2 separate regions of the Gadus morhua genome follow, and region 1 is linked to region 2. The links are chromatin contacts, called in public Hi-C maps. All regions are on one chromosome and are shown on one strand. Each heading gives the region's core, a stretch centred on a gene start, on an enhancer-like site or on the middle of the called end of the contact. The rest is flanking DNA. Distances are from core to core; before and after follow the strand shown.

Region 1 (3,262 bases), core at 671-3,170, 190 kb after region 2:
TCCCTGGTTAAATTCAATTAAAAAGCTTGATGTCACGACCATTGTTGTGAACATCGATGCATTATTGATCTTTATTTTTACACCTGATGGAAGTATGTTTTCTTTCCCTACGAGAGTTTTCTACTTTGTTAATGCATAATAATTAAAAAAAAACAAATAATAAAAAAAAAATTGATAATTTTTTTTATTTATTTTATATACATTGGTAGTCAAGGCGGGGCCCTATTGTTGATAAGGCGGCCGCCTTAACAACACAGTGCTGGGGGAAACACTGAAATAATAACCTTCAATAGTACATCCAATGGGATTTAGTTGCTAAAAGGCATACATAATGTTTTTGAACAGCTAATTAACTTGGAGTGTTTTTAAAGTATGGCATCAAGTGTATCAATGCGTTAACAATTATGGCATAATTATTATGCCTCTACTATAAGGGCAGCTCTGGGGAGATTTTTAAGGTCCCACCATGGCATGCCACCAGGTGTGGTGTGATATGCCGGTACAAGCCGTTTTGGAAATCTGCCCCTTATGACATCACAGTTGGGCGTGTCCACCTAGATGTGTGCTGGATAGATCAGTCTACCAGCCTACCCAGTGGACTGTAGCAAACGTTGTACACCAATCCGTCACACATCTGGGTGAACACACCCACCTGTGATGTCATAAGGGGCAGACTTCCAAAACGGCTTGTAGCAGCTAATCACACCACACCTGGTGGCATGCCATGGGACCTTTAAGATCAAGATGGACATAGTTGTTTCTGTCCAAAGAACACCATCATTAAAAGGAAAACCTCCAAAGATAAACGAAGAAAAAGGACAGATCTAGGACTTCTGAATAACCATCACATTTTGGCATCCCAGCTTGAACGTGGTGTCTTACACTTCACTACACCTCATATCTCCTATCACTGTTTTAGTTTATATTATATATTTAGCTGAGTAGCCTACTGCATACAGCGCTCAACTATTGTTTGTCATAAGTTTTATTCTTACTTTCCTTTGTATTATTCTCAACAAACTTCGGAACCCATCTCCTTGCTCAATTTTTCATTCCATTCAAGACTCGCGCTTTTCTCCGATTTTTTTTAATATTTAATATTTTTGAAGATAATCTACTTTTTGAAATCCTTACTTTTTAACATGGGAGGATTGGACGTTTTGAACTTTTGTTTAAATCCCTTCACTTGATTTAAGCCATATAACGTTTCTTTATGTCTTAATCTATGTGGCTTTATAAAAATATATTTTAAACCTCACTTTGTACTACAGCACTCACCGCATTATCTTGTATGGTTGCTGCTATGTGACTGTTGAGGAGTCAAGCCCAAGAATTGTACTCCTGTGTACTCGTAAATTAAGATGAAATAAATTATTCAAATTATGTGTTAAGAAGTTTAATTTCGGCCAAAAGCAGACAGTAGTATACCTAAAGGAAACTGTACTGTGAAGCAAAGCCCACAACATTTGCTGGACACGCATGGGCACAGATGTGGATTTTATCAATGGAAACGAAAAAGTGTGCTATGAGGAGACTGCTAGCTGTTTAGCACACCCGTCTAGAGGGCTAGATGCAAATCCTTTCAAATCAAGCCATTTCGGCTAGCTAGCCGGCTAATTATGTAGCAGCATAGCCATTCAGTGAAGTCACTTCGGCTAGCCGGCTACCTAGCTCATCGGCTAACTACTTTAGCATTAAGCTATCTAAACGGGCGCTCTGTTGACAGCGTTAACCCCAAACACAAAACGACGAAGATGCTTACGTTCTCGTCTCCCGACAGATCGGGGTTACTGTTCTCATCGCTGCTCAACTTCTGTTTCTTTGCAGGCATCTCTTTTCCCGCCGCCGGCGAAGGGGACTCGACCATGTTCTTGTTTTCCCTCATTTTGCGCGGTCTCAGCCTCTTCCGCCTCAGTCCCCGCCCTTTCCGTCCGTGAAGAGGCTAGTGCAACGCCCACTCGCCCGAGAAATGTGAACGTTTTAACCGGCTAACTCGGCATTCACAGAGTATCTGTGGATACCATATAGGTCCATGGTGGAAACCTATTGTTCTTGAGTTTATTATGTTAACTTTTTTTTTATATTTACCATTTCAAATAAGGTTCTAAAATAATATAATTATATGTTGATATATACAATTCTAAATCAATTTCCTTTCAAATACTACCATTAAAATCCACACATTTGAACATACCCTTTTATACAATCTCTTTAATAAAAAACATTTACAATAACTTTCAACAGTCCAACAAAGCATTTTTTTTCAAATCAGGCATCGCAAAGGAATGAAGATGACTCGAGATTGGACCCAGCCTTTTACATAACCATGACGGTGTTTTCCATAGAGGCCTGGCTCATCCCTTCAAACAAATCCTCATCCTCCACCACTTCCTCCTCCTCCTCCTCCTCCACCTCCTCCCCCTCCTCCAGCTGTTCTGCGCTTCGCTTCAGTCCTCTCTGTTTCGACAGGGCCACTGCGTAACGGATTGTGTAAATGTTCCACTCGCATCTGAAAAGAGACAACAAAAACATTGTCAACGGCCGACGGAAATGTACCATCCATCCAGCAGTATTTATTAAACAACTTTGACCGTCTGTACCTTCATTTTGTTCTAATTAATTATGTTGCCATTATGCCACGCCTGACAACCAACTATTGTGTGTCAACATGAACTTTGAAGTCTCTTTGAACATTTGTAGGCAGAGCAATTGAGTTACATTTCACTCGCAATTATACTTATATATATTCTGTAGCTATGCCTATCTTTATCTAGAATCCATGTTTATTCTTAAAGTGCCGATCTGGGTTGAGTGCAGGGCATGGCTGCCCGCATCTATCAAAGCCTGCTCTGTACAAAAGTCAGTGGCGAGTTTTAGAGCACAACGGACAGCGGTATGTCACTGATAAACCTCCTGACTGCAGCATCGAGTGTACAGCACCGCCCCTTACGCAAACTTCCATGAGATCTGTCAGCTGAGGGGAGATTATTTTTTACACAATGCCGTTAGATGACTACGTAAGGGTATCTTGACTGCGTCAGGAGACTGTGGCCCTTCGCATCGCCCCCAATCAACGTCATTAAACACTGACAGCAGCTTTTTATGGGGAGAGAAACAACGGTGGTGGACCTTACCAAACGCCCTATCCATTGTATCGGCCTGTAAAATGAAAACAAAATAAAATAAAATGTATTTATTCAGCACATTTAATAACAAGAGGCACGGCGTGCCTCGGGAAGAAGCGCCCGACAGCAACCTGCTT
Region 2 (3,419 bases), core at 59-2,558:
GCACCCATTCTGAGCCGTTACCATTTGATATTTAACACAATACTTCACATCCCACTCCACAGCAGATATTCAGCTTTTTACTCCCAGTTCATTTAAGCATACCCCTGAAATCACTCAATAGGTTTGACTTTTGAGCAGGGGTCTCAAACTCAACCTACCTGGGGGCCGCTGGAGGTAGAGTCTGGGTCAGGCTGGGCTGCATCAATTATTCAACAGAAAAAAGGAGCACAACTGACCCAATCTAAGTTAATGATTGGGCTATCATTAGATCATGTTGGCTATGGTATCGCTGACAACACGGGACATTTCATAGCGGTTGGTGGAAACTGGGACATTTTAGCGTCCTTTGGCTTTTGGCGGGACTCAGGACACGCAACTCAAAATTGGGACTGTCCCGGCAAAACCGGGACATCTGGTCACCCTATCACAAGCGATAAAAAAGCGTGGCAAGCCACTCAGCAAAAAGGTGCATGCCGCACTAACACTAAACTTTGGTGCAATGTAGGGGGCCACAAAATATCATCCCGCGGGCCTCAATTGGCCCCCGGGCCGCGAGTTTGAGAGCCCTGCTTTAGAGGGTTTGTCGTGTTAGCTATCGGTTTTTCCAACTTTAGCCCCATCTTTCTATTACGACTACGATGAGCTCATGAGGGTTGAAAGGTCATGAGTATATACACCTGCTTTTGATACTTCAGGTTCTGTGTCAGGTACAGAACAAACGCTTCGACATTCACCACCACCACGGCTGTCCCTGCAGGGTTGCTGTTGGACTTTCAAAAGAAATAGCACACTTTTGCCTTCCCTGTGTGCGAGCAAGGTCATGTGCAGACACCAAACCGAAGGCCATGGACACCTCCTGGAGATTATAACACAGTAATGTTATTGTGTTCACATTTTCCCCAAACACTGATTACGGCTCATTCTAGCAGTAACAATCCCAGCCGAGGAGAGAGCGAGAGAGAGAGCGAGAGCGAGATTCACACAAATCTCAGAAGATACTGTTGCTTTCTCTGATGAAGGTAAAGCTTTTGGTAGGGCACTGAGAAGAGGCTGAGCTTAACTTGAGTCCCTTTGCTGCTATTCAAAAATTAGACAAACATCTTTGTTTAAAGGGTAAGTCAGGTACTTTGCTTGTTTAAACCTCCGGTCGAGCCTCGATATCCAGCGACAGAGGAAAGGAACCACCCCTGGATAGGGTCTTGGTCAACATTCTCCGTCCGTCCGTTGCCCCGGAGCTGTCGTTTTAAGGGTGGGGGTGGGAGGTAGCGTGGGGCTGCAGCCATGTTGCGTAGGCTGGTCTGGTTGATGATGGTCCTGGGGGCCGGCGGCATGGCTAGGGCCTGTCCGGACGCAGACATGCCCAGGGAGCTGGTCCTGGCTCTGTTCAAGGACTGGGTGCTGGGGCGGATGGGGCTGGAGGCCCCGCCAGTGGCCCCTGCGTTACCCCCGGGCTGGAAGGGACCCAGGCGGCGGCCCCGGAGGTCTAGCAGCGCGGCGGTGGCTGAGGAAGACCACAAGCAGGACCTGGATGTCTCCCAGGTCATTGTGTTCCCCAGCTCCGGTAAGACAACAGTAAAGTTTTTTCCACAAATCCAGCCTGAGTGGGTTGTTAGAAGGTCTCAATAGATAGCACGCATAGGCCTGTGATTTAACATTTATTTATTTCTCCTTGGAATCATGATGCTTTCAAGCCTCTTGTCTCAAAGGAAAACGTAATCTAGCTAATACTCCTACTTCTAAAGCATTTTCTGTTGTACGTGTGTTGTTCGTTGCAAATGTACAAATACCATAGAAAGAGTAAATGTTGATTTTGCTAAGGACATGGTTACCCGTGGCTACATTTGATTTCAAAACATTGGGACAAAAGGCAGCGCTTTAACACATCAATTGTTAATTAAGACGTTTGTTTGGTTGTCAATTAAATAGATCTTATTTAAAAGACGACTAAAACACCCTTCTCCATTGCATATGATTCATTTGGCAGACTCGCCGTGCGGCAGAACTGAGGTGAGGGATGCTGAAACGGCCACCTTCCACTCGTATCATTTTCAACCGTCCGTCAACCCCCAGGAGCTCTTGATCACTTCGGCTCACTTCTGGTTCTATGCCGGACCGGAGTCCAACTCCTCCAGCCCGCTCTACATCCTGAACTCAGGGCAACTTCCGGACCACTTGGCCGCCGTTGCTCTGGCATTGACCAGCTCGGACGGCTGGGCCACGTATGATCTGGACGATCACCACCGGCCAGCCAAGGTTTACTCTGGGCCGCTTACGCTGCAGGTGCGCAGTACCAACCGCCTACCCCTCATCGAAGACCCGGATAAAACTCCTTTCCTTCATCTCCGTGCTCGCCGGCGGGTTTCCGGTCGTTGGCCACGCCACGCGATCCCGTGGTCCCAGTCCGCCGCGGACCTGTTGCAGCGGCCCTCTCAGCAGCAGCCGGAGAGTCGAGACTGTTGGCGGGACGCAGTGGAAATCAGCTTTGATGAACTGGGCTGGGGAAACTGGATCGTCCACCCCAAGGTAGTGACTTTCAGCTATTGCCGCGGTAACTGCTCCGCCCCCGACCGTGGCACCGCCCTGCTGGGGATCAAGCAGTGCTGCGCCCCAGTCCCGGAGTCCATGAGGTCCTTGAGGATCACGACCACTTCGGACGGCGGGTACTCGTTCATGTACGAGACTCTGCCCAACATCATACCTGAAGAGTGCAGCTGTTTCTAAACAGACTAGGCAGAAAACTATAAAATGAAATAGGCCGTGCAAAAGTAGACTACTATTGGGAAATCAGTGTTGGCTAATGCTTCATCCCCTCCCAGCTGAAACTTTATAGCTCACTTATTACACACTTGAAAACTGTTCTTGTCGCTCGGCCTTCCCACATTTCTGCAATGATGCTTTGCTACAATGTGCTTGTATGTTTATGTATGCAAAATTAAAACACTGAAACTGAATATTTTGTCTAAGCAACCTTGGGGGCAGGGAAGGCTGACCTTCGGACCACATACCACTTCAGTCCTTTTACTTCGTCAAGCTGTCCATTTTAATCAAATACATGTCTGACAACTGCACTTCATGGCCTTCATCATGCCCATCTACCTATGCATATCTTGCCAAAAGGTATTGGTCTGTCATTTGGTTGTTCTGTTAACCTTGCCCTCTTAAAAGCAACACCAACAATAGATATTAGTCAATGCCACCCATGAGAAGGTCTGTCAAGTCAGACATTAAGGAAACCTCAACTTTGATTGCTCAAAGTGTTGCAAATAATGTTTGTGTTTGGGACAACACACTTTCAAACACAAATTAAATGCATTCAAATGCATTTATTAACTGGCTGTTAGAAAATTACAAAAAAAAAACATTACAAAGCCAAACCATATTAAAAGGGAATGTTGTACCATGTGTAAAGTATTCTTTAG

What was found. A called contact is a pair of places that touch in the nucleus more often than the background predicts.
Region 1: a contact with region 2 is called in a Hi-C map of heart, with 5 times the contacts expected there. The contact joins the promoter of eed here to the promoter of inha in region 2. A contact is called at or near these places in 2 of 6 Hi-C or Micro-C datasets (gill and heart).

What each region holds. Positions count from the first base shown.
Region 1 is chr4:29,165,121-29,168,382 of gadMor3.0, forward strand. eed (embryonic ectoderm development) reads right to left here and starts at 1,921. Exons shown (of 12, transcript XM_030353357.1): 1 at 1,763-1,921. The coding sequence starts at 1,885. pwp2h (PWP2 small subunit processome component) reads right to left here. Exons shown (of 21, transcript XM_030353356.1): 21 at 2,192-2,509. The coding sequence ends at 2,317.
Region 2 is chr4:28,973,665-28,977,083 of gadMor3.0, forward strand. It overlaps inha (inhibin subunit alpha), which reads left to right and starts at 1,309. Exons shown (of 2, transcript XM_030353567.1): 1 at 1,309-1,561; 2 at 1,985-2,906. The coding sequence starts at 1,309. The coding sequence ends at 2,721. It overlaps LOC115541667 (gap junction gamma-1 protein), which reads right to left. Exons shown (of 6, transcript XM_030353496.1): 6 at 3,309-3,419.